Linked DNA regions of Pan troglodytes: region 1 is linked to region 2. A link is a contact called in public Hi-C data. All regions are on one chromosome and are shown on one strand. The core of a region is the stretch at or near the end of the contact, and the rest is flanking DNA. Distances in the headings are between cores, read along the strand shown.

What was found. Hi-C and Micro-C count contacts between places; a contact is called where the count stands out from the background.
Region 1: a contact with region 2 is called in a Hi-C map of stem cell-derived neural progenitor cells, with 3 times the contacts expected there. The contact joins the promoter of XPR1 here to the enhancer-like site in region 2. A contact is called at or near these places in 4 of 7 Hi-C or Micro-C datasets (blood, induced pluripotent stem cells and stem cell-derived neural progenitor cells) and 1 of 1 datasets of contacts at active chromatin or transcription factors (stem cell-derived excitatory neurons).

Annotation. Positions count from the first base shown.
Region 1 is chr1:68,490,103-68,496,810 of NHGRI_mPanTro3-v2.0_pri, reverse strand. XPR1 (xenotropic and polytropic retrovirus receptor 1) reads left to right here and starts at 5,180. Exons shown (of 15, transcript XM_524986.9): 1 at 5,180-5,482. The coding sequence starts at 5,414.
Region 2 is chr1:68,269,461-68,276,229 of NHGRI_mPanTro3-v2.0_pri, reverse strand. The region is part of intron 11 of XPR1 (xenotropic and polytropic retrovirus receptor 1); the gene reads left to right. Among named protein-coding and RNA genes, the nearest start is that of KIAA1614, 50 kb to the right of the region's middle. Within about 2 kb of position 1,254, at least 2 of the 24 cell types and tissues checked have an H3K27ac peak or open chromatin away from gene starts, as enhancers often do. A contact at or near this core is called in stem cell-derived neural progenitor cells, where this site is marked.

The DNA of each region.
Region 1 (6,708 bases), core at 3,931-6,430, 220 kb before region 2:
CAATGGCTTAGAAGTCACCCTACTCAACTTCTCTATGACATTTGACATTGTTGATCACTGCCTCCTTTATGAAATTTTCATCTTTTTATGGCTTCCTTGACACTACTCTCTCCTGATAGTCTTGCTGCCCACCCTGACCACATCTCAGCCTCCCTCCTTGACCCAACTTCTTTATCAGGCGCACGGGAGGACGTTCCCTTGGGCTCTTTTCCTTTTCACTCTATTCTCTCTCTCGGCAGATTTGCCAGACTTCATTATCACTTAAATGCAAATGGTTCCTCAGTTTTCAGTCTTAACTTCTCTTTCTAGAGCTCTAGATCCGTATTTCCAACTGGAGTACTGCATGTTCCATTGATTCCTTCATATTTCCCACATCTCATGGAACCCCAGACCTGCTCTCTACTTTCATTTCTCATCTCAGTTCATGACAGCAGCATCTACCCAATCACTACAGTTAGAGTCACACGTCACATCTCCTTCTGTCCATGATCCTGATTGGCTGGAGCTGTTGCATCCACAGTCAGCATAATACTCATAGCACTCAAGAGCAAGGACTCTGCAACTGGGTTGCCAGGGCTCAGACCCAGGTCTATTACTCACTAGGGGGGTGCTCTTGAGTAAGATGCTTAACCTCTATGTCTAACTTTACTCATCTATAAAATGAAGATAACAATAGTAGCTACTTCTTAGAGTTCTCGTGAAGATTAAATACATTTATATTTGTAAAGTGTTTAGAACAGTGCCTGGCACATCATAAGTGTTACATAGCTGCTGGTCTTGAGTTTGTCCCTGCCCTAGTCCATCCTTCACACTGCTGACAGATGTTTTTGAGGGGTTACCAATTTTTACGTTAAATCAGGGGCCAGTCATTATGTTAAGTGTTTTATATGCAGAATCTCATTTAATTCTCCAAACAACTTGTGAGGGAGGTGTGATAATACCCATTTAAGAGAGGAGGAGCCGGGCGCGGTGGCTCACGCCTGTAATCCCAGCACTTTGGGAGGCCGAGGCGGGCGGATCACGAGGTCAGGAGATCGAGACCATCCTGGCTAACACGGTGAAACCCCGTCTCTACTAAAAAATACAAAAAATTAGCCGGGCGTGGTAGCGGGCGCCTGTAGTCCCAGCTACTCGGGAGGCTGAGGCAGGAGAATGGCGTGAACCCGGGAGGCGGAGCTTGCAGTGAGCCGAGATCGCGCCACTGCACTCCAGCCTGGGCGACAGAGCGAGACTCCGTCTCAAAAAAAAAAAAAAAAAAAAAGAGAGGAGGAAACTGGGGCTTTAAGAGCTAGTGCACTTTGCCGAAGGTCACATAGTTTGTAAATGCCAGAGTTGGGATTTTAATTCAGGCCTGTTTACTTCCAGAGCTAGTGCTCAAAACCAGGAAGCTACGCTAGCCTGCTTTTCCAAACCTAAGTTAGTCACTCACTGCTTAACCTTCTTCAAAGACCTCACACTGCCTATGCCGTCAGGAACTATTCCTTCACAATCTTGTTGCAACTTAACTTTATTTCCTACAACTTTACTCCATGTGGCCTCCTGTTTCCTTCTTCCTTCTCCCTCTGTTGGCCTCTTTTCCTTTGTTCCTTCAACCTTTATTGAATGCCTGTGTGCCAGGCACTGTGCTAAATTGGAGAAAACAGGAGACGAGCAGTTTATCTTCAGGGACCTCATAGTCTGATACAAACTATTATTGACAATACAGTAAGGGGAGTGCACTCAGGCAATGTGGGAGCCAGACTGGGAAGACAAGGGACAGGAGCAGGGAGAGTGTATTAGTCTGTTTTCATGCTGCTAATAAAGACATACCCAAGACTAGATAACTTATAAAGGAAAAGAGGTTTAATGGACTCACAGTTCCACATGGCTAGGGAGGCTTCACAATCATGGTGGAATGTGAAGAAGGAGCAAAGGCACGTCTTATGTGGCAGCAGGCAAGAGAGTATGTGCAGGGGAGCTGCCCTTTATAAAACCATCAGATCTCATGAGACTTATCCACTATCACAAGAACAGCATGGGAAAGCCTGCCTCCATGATTCAATTACTTGCCACCAGGTCCCTCCCAAGACATATGGGGATTATGGGAACTAAGATTCAAGATAAGATTTGGGTGGGGACACAGCCAAACTGTATCAGACCGTTTCTTTGAGAGGGGACATTTGGCTGCCTTAAAGGATACTCTGGTCAGAAAATTTCTTGTCATTCTTTAACAATTCTGACTTTGCCTTTTGCCTTAGGGAATCTTTGGGGTGTCTTTTTCCCTGTCAGATGATTGACTAAGACTGGATTTCAAAATCAGCTTCTCTGATCCTTGGATGTTTCTTTACACATATGTCAATTACAGCATGTATCGCACTGTAGTCTAAGAGCTATTGGTCTATCTGCCCATCTTTTTTTGTTTGTTTGAGAGAGAGAGTCTTGCTCTGTCTCCCAGGCTGGAGTGCAGTGGTGCAATCTCGGCTCACTGCAACCTCTGCCTCCTGAGTTCAAGTGATTTTCATGCCTCAGCCTCCTGAGTAGCTGGGATTGCAGGCATGTGCCACCAGGCCTGGATAATTTTTTTTGTGTGTGTATGTTTAGTAGAGATGGGTTTTCACCATGTTGGCCAGGCTAGTCTTGAACTCCTGACCTCAAATGATCCACCCACCTCGGCCTCTCAAAGTGCTGGGATTACAGGTGTGAACCGTCACGCATGGCCCCATCTTTTTGACTAAATTGTGATTTCCTCCAAGGAAAAAACAGAGTCTTAATTTATTTTTGAACGGTCCTTCATTCCTAAAGTGACATAACCGGAATATCATAGGTCTCAATAAAGTTTTGTTAAATGAAGGGTTGCTTGCCTATTCACAAAAGAAAGTATAAGTCAGGGGGCTCTTCTGATTCAGAGTAAATAAGAGAGTCGGTGTTCCATAAATACTAAGTATTTGATCGTTCTATCAGTAAAGTATCCAAAAATAACGCTGGGAATGAGGAAATGTATTTATTTATTTATTTTGAGACGGGGTCTTGCTCTGTTACCCAGGCTGGAGTGCAGTGGTGCAATCTTGGCTCACTGCAACCTCCACCTCCCGGGTTCAAGTGATTCTCTCACCTTAGCCTCCTGAGTAGCTGGGACTACAGGTGTGCACCGCCATGCCCGGCTAATTTTTGTATGTTTAGTAGAGATGGGGTTTCCCCATGTTGGGCAGGCTGGTCTTGAACTCCTGACCTCAGGTGATCCTCCCGCCTCGGCCTCCCAAAGTGCTGGGATTACAGGCGTGAGTTACTGTGCCTGGCAGGACATTTATTATTAAATCTACTTCTGTGGATAAATTAAGTTGTCATGTCCTGGGTGGCAGGGCTCTGGATCAGGCATGAGAAAAATCAAGAATTTTAGAGCTAGTTTTGAGGGTTTCCTTACTTTCTTGGGTTGGGCCATGGTTCCAGAATTTTGTGCACAATTAAGGCATAGAGGTACGGTGCTGCTGGGAGCAGTGTGCCATGGTCCACCAGGGTTGCTACTAAGAATTTCCCATTCTAGTCCATGACTGGCTAAAGGCAGGAATCTCTTTTGTAGCTGTCCCTGGTTCCCTTTTCCCAGGCACAACATACAGCCATTTCCTTTCTGTGGTCTTGCCTCCTTCCTGATAGCACACACATTCCTTTTTGCCTGTCTCTTTCTCCTGGCAAGGTTTACCTCCAGCAGAGGGGAATCTTTATGGTGAGCAGACGGAGGTCTGAGGTGAGAGGAGTCCTCACTCTTCTTTATTTTTTTGACCTCGATTACCCTTTCACCAGAGGTTAAGGCTTTTATACAGAAAAAGCCAGAAAGACTCATAGTCTATGCCTATTTTCCATCTTGTGTCATCCCTCTCCTGGGGAAATGATTGCAGAATCCCTATTGGCATGAATTAAGGGGAAGAGAAAGGGGAAAAAAGTACATGGAGAAAAAAAAGACAACAGCAGAGAATGATATCTCAGAGTACTGCTCCAGGCATAGCAGTTCCCTAGTAAATCTTGAAATCTCATCAAAATTGTGAGGGTTAGGCTGAGCAAGGTGGCTCATGCCTGTAATTCCAGCACTTTAGGAGGCCTAGGTGGGAGGACTGTTTTAGCTCAGGAGCTCAAGACCAGCCTGGGCAACATAGCAAGACCCACATCTCTCCCAAAAATAAACAAAAAAATTAGTTGGGCATAATGGCATGTGCCTGTAGTCCCAGCTACTCAGGGGGCTGAGGTGGGAGGATGGCTCACAAACCTATGTGAGGTAAGGCTGCAGTGAACCATGATGGTGTGACTGCACTCCAGCCTGGGCAACAAAGCGAGACCAAAAAAAAAAAAATGTTAGAATCAAGGGACAAAGTACATGTAAGAGGTTTAGAATAGCACTTGGTACAGGAACAGTGAGTGCTCAATAAATTATTATTAGGTCTCCTCCACCCAGGGCAGGACCTGGGTTTCTGTCCTGAATTGGGACTTCCAAGACAATCACTCCCACACTCAATGTAGTACAGAGCTCTGTGAGTGATCTCTGCCCATGTTCCCCAGGGACACTTCAGCCTGGGTGCTGGGCCTGTTTCTGGTTTTACTGGGGTGGGCTTAGAGCTGTACTTCTACAGAGTTCTCTTTCCTCTCAACGTTGGTTTCCCTCCCAACCCTCATCCCCAACCCCAGGAAGCTCAGTTTACAAGTGCGGTCGGTACCGTCATTTGGTGTTTTTATTGGCTTTTCTGATAGCCCCGGGACTAGACAATTACATTGAAATTCAGAAGCAGCATGCACTTTTTGGCATTGATGTCTTTAATTAAATTCAATAAGCATTTATTGAGCACCTAGAGTGTGTAAAATACTGTTCCTTTAAATACATTTAGTCCTGAACTGTTTTAGCTTCTTAGTTTGGATTAGTGCTGATCCATTTCTTAAAGGTTTTATGAAGCATAAATATCAAAATGGAAAAATATTTGCACAGTTCTTTGTAAATATAAACGTCTTGTGTGGATTATTGTTGCTACAGTATTAATATTAATTGCAGTAACAACACTGTTGCTTCCCAGACAGGCGGTAGAGAGCAGCTGTAGGCCAACAGGAGCCAGACTGAAGAGGTCCGGGGAGGTGCCTCCAGCACGTACGGCCCACAAGGGGCGGAGTCTTAAGAAACGTACCCAAGCCCCACCCCTTACAGCACCCCCTTCGTCAGGGCGGTGTAGGCGGTTACCATGGCGATGACGTCCAGAGGGCGGGGAGGGGCGGGGCTATGGAGAGGAGGAGGAAGATGGCGGGCGGGCTGCTCTGAAGAGACCTCGGCGGCGGCGGAGGAGGAGAGAAGCGCAGCGCCGCGCCGCGCCGGGGCCCATGTGGGGAGGAGTCGGAGTCGCTGTTGCCGCCGCCGCCTGTAGCTGCTGGACCCGAGTGGGAGTGAGGGGGAAACGGCAGGATGAAGTTCGCCGAGCACCTCTCCGCGCACATCACTCCCGAGTGGAGGAAGCAATACATCCAGTATGAGGTACCGGCACGGCTGGGGTGTGGGAGGACTCGGAGGGGCCACCATCTCGCCAGTCCTGACGTCCACCGCCGCCTTCCGCTTCAGCTGGCTCCCTGTGCCCGGGCAGACTTTGACCCGCTGCCGCGGGGAGCCACTGCGGCATCCCCGCCGCGGCCGGCCGCCTCCCGGCCCCGCTGTCCTTCCCCTCCCCCGCAGCCCCGCTGCCGCCAGGGTAACGGATATGCAGGCGGAGGGCCGGGAGGAAAGGCGCTGCCCGGGCCGGGGCCGGGGCCGGGGAACGGTGGGAGGGTGAGCTGCAGGTGGGGGAGTCACGGTGCGAGGGCAGCCCCGGGTCGCGGCTGTTCCGCACTAATCCCCTTCTCCCCACTCGCCCTGACCTCTCGTCCCCACCCTGGGCGAGCGCCCCCTCGCCAAGGTTAGGTCTTGTTTCTCTCTCTACACCTCTCACCAAGGAATCCTTGTCTTCCAAGAGAAGCCTCTCCAGTGATTTCCTTCATTCCAAAGAGCCCTTCGGCTTTTTCCCACTTGCCCACTGTTGACAAAGGCTTTGTAACGGGGTTGAAACTTGACTTAAGTGTGTATCACATATGTAGTGGTTATAGTTTTTGTAAACACGTTGTAATCAACTATTCTGCTTTGATAATAAGACTCTTTTTACTGATTGCATGAAGTCTACAGAGTAATAACATCTTTTGTTTTTGCCTCTTGTTTTGGAATGGAGGGAAGAGAAAGGAGAGAAGAGAATTATTAACATTTTTTTATTTTCTGCTAAGTTTTTGCTAGCTGGGGAGAAAATTAGTATATTGTAAACAATATACCTTACCTGTGTATTACAGAAATCGTGCTCCCCATTCCCTCCCAATTTCTGTGCTAACACTCCTGGAAGGTATTTAATAGATAATAAGGAACCTTACATTAATAAAGGGAAAAATAAAGATAATGAACCCATTTATATGTTCAGAAGACAAGATACCTAAGAGGCTTTAAGCATTGCAATAGGTTATTCTCAGTAGCTGGCAATTCAGCTCCTGGATAGAGAAAGACAGACTTATCTGTAACCTCCAGGAATTCACATCTGTTTTGTGTGCAGGAACAAAGAATATAAAATCAATATGAACACACATAACTTAGCTAGATTTAATGAATTAAACTATTTTAGTTCTCCATTTAATTTTTATATAAGTTTAGTGATAGGAGGTTTGGGCAGTAGCAGTGAGTGTATTTAT
Region 2 (6,769 bases), core at 5-2,504:
AGCAATTCTCATGCCTCAGCCTCCCAAGTAGCTGGAATTACAGGCGCACACCAAGCCCAGTTAATTTTTGTATTTTTAGGAGAGACGGGTATTCGCCACGTTAGCCAAGCTGGTCTTGAACTCCTGACCTCAAGTTTTCCACCCGCCTCGGCCTCCCAAATTACTGGGATTATAGGCATGAGCCACTGCGCCTGGCTTCTTTTCATTTTTTAAATTCAACCTATTTTCTTTCTTGTTCAGGTTAGGAAATTTCTATTCTATCTTTCAGTTGCCAGTTCTTTCCTCTGTCCCTTCTATTATTCTGTTAACAGTGAGTTTTATTTCAGTTATTGTATTTTTGGCTTCTAATATTTCTATTTGGTTCTTTTTTGTGTTTCCTGTATCTTTGGTGAGACTGTTTCTTTGCTAAGGCATTTTTATCATAGCTGCTGTGAGATCTTTGTCCAGTAATTCCAACATCTCTATCATCTCAGTTTTGACATCTTTGATTGTCTTTTCATTAAGTTTGAGATCTTCCTTGTTCTTCGTATGACTAGTGATTTTTTAAATTGAAAACTGGACAGTTTGGGTATTTTGTTATTAGACTATAGACACACACACACACACACACACACACACACACACACACACACACCCCTACCTCTTAATTATCCTTTGGATTGAGAACATTTCCTGCTTTTGCATGGTATTGCTAGCTGCTAACTGAGAGCTTTGGCAGCCTTACCTTCTGTGGCACAAATAATAGTGCATTCGTGTGTTTGTTTGTTTTTTTTTTGTATTTTGTTGTATTTTGTTCGTTTTTCTTGAAATCAGTGGGAATTATCTGTGGTGATATTACACACAATTTTTTTAATGTCTCGTAAGTGTAATACAGTTAAAACAGCTATAGGAATCATTAGGCATGCAGAAAGCAGCAACTTTTAAGCATCATTGTGACACTCATTGAATTAAAAGCAGCTGTGTTTTGTTGTAAAGGAAAAAAATGATGTCTACAAAATGTTAGAACAATGCCATTAAAGGTTGTATCTAAAAGGCAAGGAAAGTTTAATAGGGGTTTTGCTTTATCTATTTTTAGCTCTCAGGAACTTATCCTCATATAAGTCTGTTGCTTAACTTTTTCACATTCAACTTATTAACAAAAGACCATGAGATTGGCAGAGGAAGCAAAAGGAAAGCTTTATTTCCTGTAAAGGATTACAATCTGCACGTCAGGAAACTAAGCTTCCAGCCAAAACCAAATACATAGGCTTCAGTTACAAAGGGGAGAGGTTGGAATTTATCCCCAGTGGGGTTAGCTCCGCATACATATTTAGCAGGTTATAGGAGAATTTATGAATATTTATGAGGGAAACCAAATGTGTGGTGAGTAAACATATATGTTACATATGTCCCATGTTCACTTTGGAGTAGGCAGTTAACATTAAAGTGAAGTGAAATTCGGCTCTTTGTGTCAAAAGGTGAAACACAGAGCAGAGCACAGAGGCATCTTGTGCTCAGTCTCTGTGGACCAGCCAGAACCAGTCTGTGATCAGCAGTCATTTATCAAAAAGGAATGCTTTGTAAGGCTAGTCACCTATTGTGGCAAAAGCACGATAAGGGAGGGGAGTTTGGCCACAGTGTCAGATGGTCTGTTGAGGTTGGGGAAGAAATCTTGCACACATTGTTTTTAGGGACTGGTTTCTGTTTAATTATAGGAAAGAAAGTCTTGGCGGCTGATAATGAGATAAGGGAATGTGGAGGTGTGACTGACCTCCTGCCTTTGTCAAAGCCTTAGAATCTGGTTTTAAAGTTTTCTGTTTGCCACAGCTGTCCATTTCATTTTGCCTGGAGGGCCTAGGAGCTACAAACTTAATAGGTGTTTTCAGGGACACATTATATGTGTAGGCTGCCCAGAGACTATGTTGCCTTTCCCAAGTATTTGTTGGAAGGTAAAGCATTGTGCAGAAAATACAAAAATGAGTGAAACATAGCCTCAATTCAGTTTGGCAAATATTGATTAAGCCCCTACTATGTCCAGCATGGTACATGGGCCCTAGAAAAATGCTGATGTGAGATCTTTCTGTGAAAGACATTACAATTTAATGGAAAAGACAAATATATATTCAATTTGCTCTACTCTAAAGTTAAATTCTTTTCACAATGCTAGATAGAATACAATATTACAGGAAAGAAAAAAATTGTGTATATACAGAATGAAAGACAGTATAAGCACAAGCAAAATGTTTTGTGAAAAGAATGTCATAGGAAGGAGAGATTAACTTTTTTCTAAACTTTAATGTATTTTGTCCTTTGTTAACATATTATTAAATTTATCTCAAAAATGTTAACTTGAAAAGGGGTTTTTACAGCTGGGCACAGTGGCTCACACCTGTAATCCCAGCACTTTGGGAGGCCCAGGAGGGCAGATTATGAGGTCAGGAGATCGAGACCAGCCTGGCCAACATGGTGAAACTTCATCTCTACTAAAAATACAAAAATTAGCCGGGTGTGGTGGTGTGTGCCTGTAGTCCCAGCTATTTGGGAGGCTGAGGCAGAAGAATCACTTAACCCAGGAGGTAGAGGTTGCAATGAGCCGAGATCATGCCACTGCTCTCCAGCCTGGCGACAGAGCGAGACTGTGTCTCAAAAAGAAAAAAAAAAAAAAAGCGGGGGGTGGGGGGACGGTTTTACTATAACTTTCATTGCTTTTCTCAGCTCCTAACTCAGCCTTTTCCTCTTTATTCTTACAGACCACCTTGTCTCCTACTAGCTTAAGAAAATTGAGGCTATCAGGAATCATTTTCCTTCAGCTACCTTCTCCCTACATACTTATTTAATCTAAATCCCTTTTTACTGTATTTTCCCCAGTCTAAAGTAACAAGGTGTCCTTCCTCCTGTGCACTGCTCTAATTTCCCCTTGTCCCAGGATCTAGCTCTGGCAGTTGTCCCTTGTTTTTCCCAAATCTTCAAACTGTTTGTCATTACTGGCTCCTTCCTTCTAGCCTGTGTACATGCTTAAGAGTCCCCTACTCTAAAAAGATTTCCCTTACCTCATTAAGCCATCGGGTCTAGTCTTTTTTCCTTTTCTCTATCCTACATCTCAAAACAGTAATCTATCTATTCTTATTCTTACTGTCTCCATTCCTATAACCACAATAACTCTATAGTAATTAACACATATTTAGAAACCTTGAAATGTAAACAAACATAGAATTAGAATTTAAATTTTTTAAGAGATAAAGAGAAGCTCTGTAACATTTCAGAGAGTTCTCATCTCTTTGAGTCTTTGGTATTAAAAAAAAAAAAAAAAACTGGAAATAAACTCAACCAAGTGTAGTCAAACACAGTGTGATTCCCCTTATAGATGGAAGACTTATTTCTCATTGTAGCCTGTCCTTTTCATAGAAAGAGCTTCTAAATTATTTTGATGGTTGCAACTACTGTCTGTGTGACTCCCCAGTCTGTATCTGAAGCTTTTTAGTTTTTTCCAGTTGTTTTCTGGGCTTCCTCCACCTCGATGTTTCATAAGTACCTTAAAGTCAACACGTCAAAAAATAAACTCATTTTTTTTCCTAAGCATGCTTCAAGCCCCATGTTCTCTAACTTAGTTTATGGCACCATGCCACTCACCCAGGTTAAAAACTAGGAGTTATTTTTGACTGTATCCTTCATCTCACCTTCAAAATTTACCAAGTCCTGCCAATTTTAGTTCCCAAGTATTTCTTAATTTTTGCCTTACCTCTCTGTTCCTTAAACTTATACTCAATTCTAGTCCTCATTGTTTCTCACTGGGCTGTTGCCACAGCCATATTAATACACTGCTTTCAATCTTTACACCTCAAACTCATCTCCCCAAAGATACCTAGAACCGCACTGTTGCATAATTTAACTACCAACTACATCAATCTGTCGAGCATTTGAAGTGTGCCTAATCTAAATCGAAATGTGCCGTAAGTATAACATACAAACTGGATCTTGAAGACTTAGTTTGAAACAAAAAACTGTGAAGGATATCAATTTTATTTTGACTATATATTAAATATAAAAGTGATAACATTTTAGGTATAGATTACATAAAATATATTATTAATTTTACCTGTTTCTACCTTTTTGAATATGGTTACTAGAAATTTTATTATTACATATACTCTTTCTCTACCTTCACATGAAAATGTGGCTGGTTCCTTGTCAGTACCCAAGTCCCAACTTAAGAAACCTTCTCTGCCTGAACGCTGTTTCTGCCTGAATACTGTCTGAAGGAATTTTGTCTTATCATGCTGTTCTGTTTTCTTCATGGTATTTTTCACTGTGTGAAATCATCTTCTTATATATCTGATCATTGTCTACCCCTACGAAATAGGAGGCTTTACTGAGGCAGGAAATTTGTCTGACCATTAGTAAATAAGATTCACTGTTGTGTACCTGGTACCTAGAATAATATCTGGCATGTGCAGGTACTCTTTATTGAATGAATGGTTTCTATTCTGCTTGAAATGGTTCTCTCTGCCCCATAAACTTGTTTAACTCAAGTCCTTTCATGATTCAGCTCAAGTAGTACCTCCTTCAGGAAGATTTTCCTGGCTATTTCCCCTCCTGGCTTATTGATTCCTTTTCTATGCACAGTTCCAGAACTGTACCTATACATTGTGTTTTTGACTAAATTCTCTCTCCTCTTTTAGACTTAGCCCTTAGTAGTTCTTCAGTATATTCTCATTCCCTAGAATGTACCTAGTTAGGTTACCCAGTAGACATTCAGTATTTGTTTGCTGAATATACAAGCAAGCAGATGTTTTTTTGGAGTTAGTCTTTAGTATTCTAGTTATACAATAAATAATGCAGGTTATAGTATATACTCAGTAGTAAACAGTTCTTGAATTAGTAAAGGAATTCCTATGTACTATTTTTATTATAAAAACAATATAGTGGCTGGGTGTGGTGGCTCACACCTGTAATCCCAGCACTTTGATAGGCCGAGGCAGGCAGATCACCTGAGGTTGGGAGTTTGAGACCAGCCTGGCCAACATGGAGAAACCCTGTCTCTACTAAAAATACAAAATTAGCCGGACGTGGTGGCGCATGCCTGCAGTCCCAGCTACTCAGGAAGCTGAGGCAGGAGAATCGCTTGAACCAGGAGGTGGAGGTTGCGGTGAGCCTAGATTGCACCATTGCACTCCAGTGTGGGCAACCAGAGTGAAACTCCATCTCAAAACAAAAACAAACAAAAAATATAGCAAAATTAAAGTCTTACTTAAATCATTTGTATCACCACCCTAATAACAATTATTTTCCTCAGCCCACTTTCTTCCTTAATCTTACTTCCCTCATCTGAGATAACCACTTCTGTTTTTTTCCCATAAACATAATTTTATGTACAGCATGAAATAAGCAATAATATGTGTAATAACTTTTAAATTCTATTTTCCCACACTATGTTAGAAATTTTGTAATGTTACTTCATGGTTTTATGAAACTACTTTTTTCATTTTAAAGTTGAGATGGACTTAGAGAAGCAATGCTGTCTAGTACAAAATGTTCCTTAGATGAGGATTCCTCATTCTGGTTCCCCCATTTAGCCTTAGGCCCTATGAGTTCCTTTTTTGTCTCAATCATTTTAAGAGTATGAATTTTCTATAACCACAAAGCTTGGAAGAGGCAGTCTATATTCAAACCCAGGTCTCCTAACTTTAAATCTAGTTATCTTTCCATTTATTAACTATCTCCCTCAACTTCAGTTTCCTTAACTATAAAATGGGAATAATAATGTCTGTCTTGTCTGCCCTAAGGATGAAGATGATAATCACCTGAGGGATTAATATATGTGATCTCACATGTAACTAAAACACACTAAAGATCGGGGAATATCTATATTTGTTCATTTTTTGGAGAACAGTATTAATCTCACAATTCAAAGGTTTGATTTTTCTTTTTTTTGGTAATAGAAATAGATCCAGGATTTGCCAGATCCTAAACTCAGTCATAATTCAGTTTACCTTTATAGGTTTGGGCTTTGAAAACTAGGTCCAGTCTGTTGTGTTTTCTTATTTTATTTCAAACTAGTAAATTATTACCAGAAGAGAAAGGTTTTAGGTGAAAAGAAAACCATTCCATTTCTCTCTTCACGTGGTGCCACATTTTTCATTTTTGAAATATCCACCCTGAAACATGATTCAAGTTGATTTCCATATGTAATTTTTCTGATTTCTCTCTTTAGTACTTTTCCTTCTCTCTTTTTAAAAAATCATTCCCACATTGTCCCTTTAGTATTTTAGTCCTTTTCCTTTTTTCTTTTTTAATCATTCACACAATGGCTATGGGTACAAAACTGTAAGAAATTTATTTTTATTTTTATTTGTTTTAAATTCATGGATACCATTGCCATAAATATGTCCAATATGAATTATGCTTCGAATGTGGCAGACGTATAATGGATAGAAGCTTAGAGTAGAATAGCAATGACTTGATTTTCTGTGATTCTGAATATCACTAAAGTGTGCTACCAGGGTTAGCCAAGAGAGAATAAGATGTAATTGCTTGCCTAAAGTGATAATATCTTTCCAGGACATCTCCTGAATACCAATGAAGGCAGATGATTTCAGGGAGAGAGGCATTCTTCACTTGAGAGATGGGAAAGATCAAATAATGGTAGTAATTAAAATGAGACCAAAATGTAGCATTTGTAGACCAAGTGTGTGCTAATCATTGTTTGAAGAAGTTCATCAGATAAAACATTACTTACTCTGAAATATTCTGTAAGAATATTTATTTAAAAGGCAGTAAGTCCTCATGTATG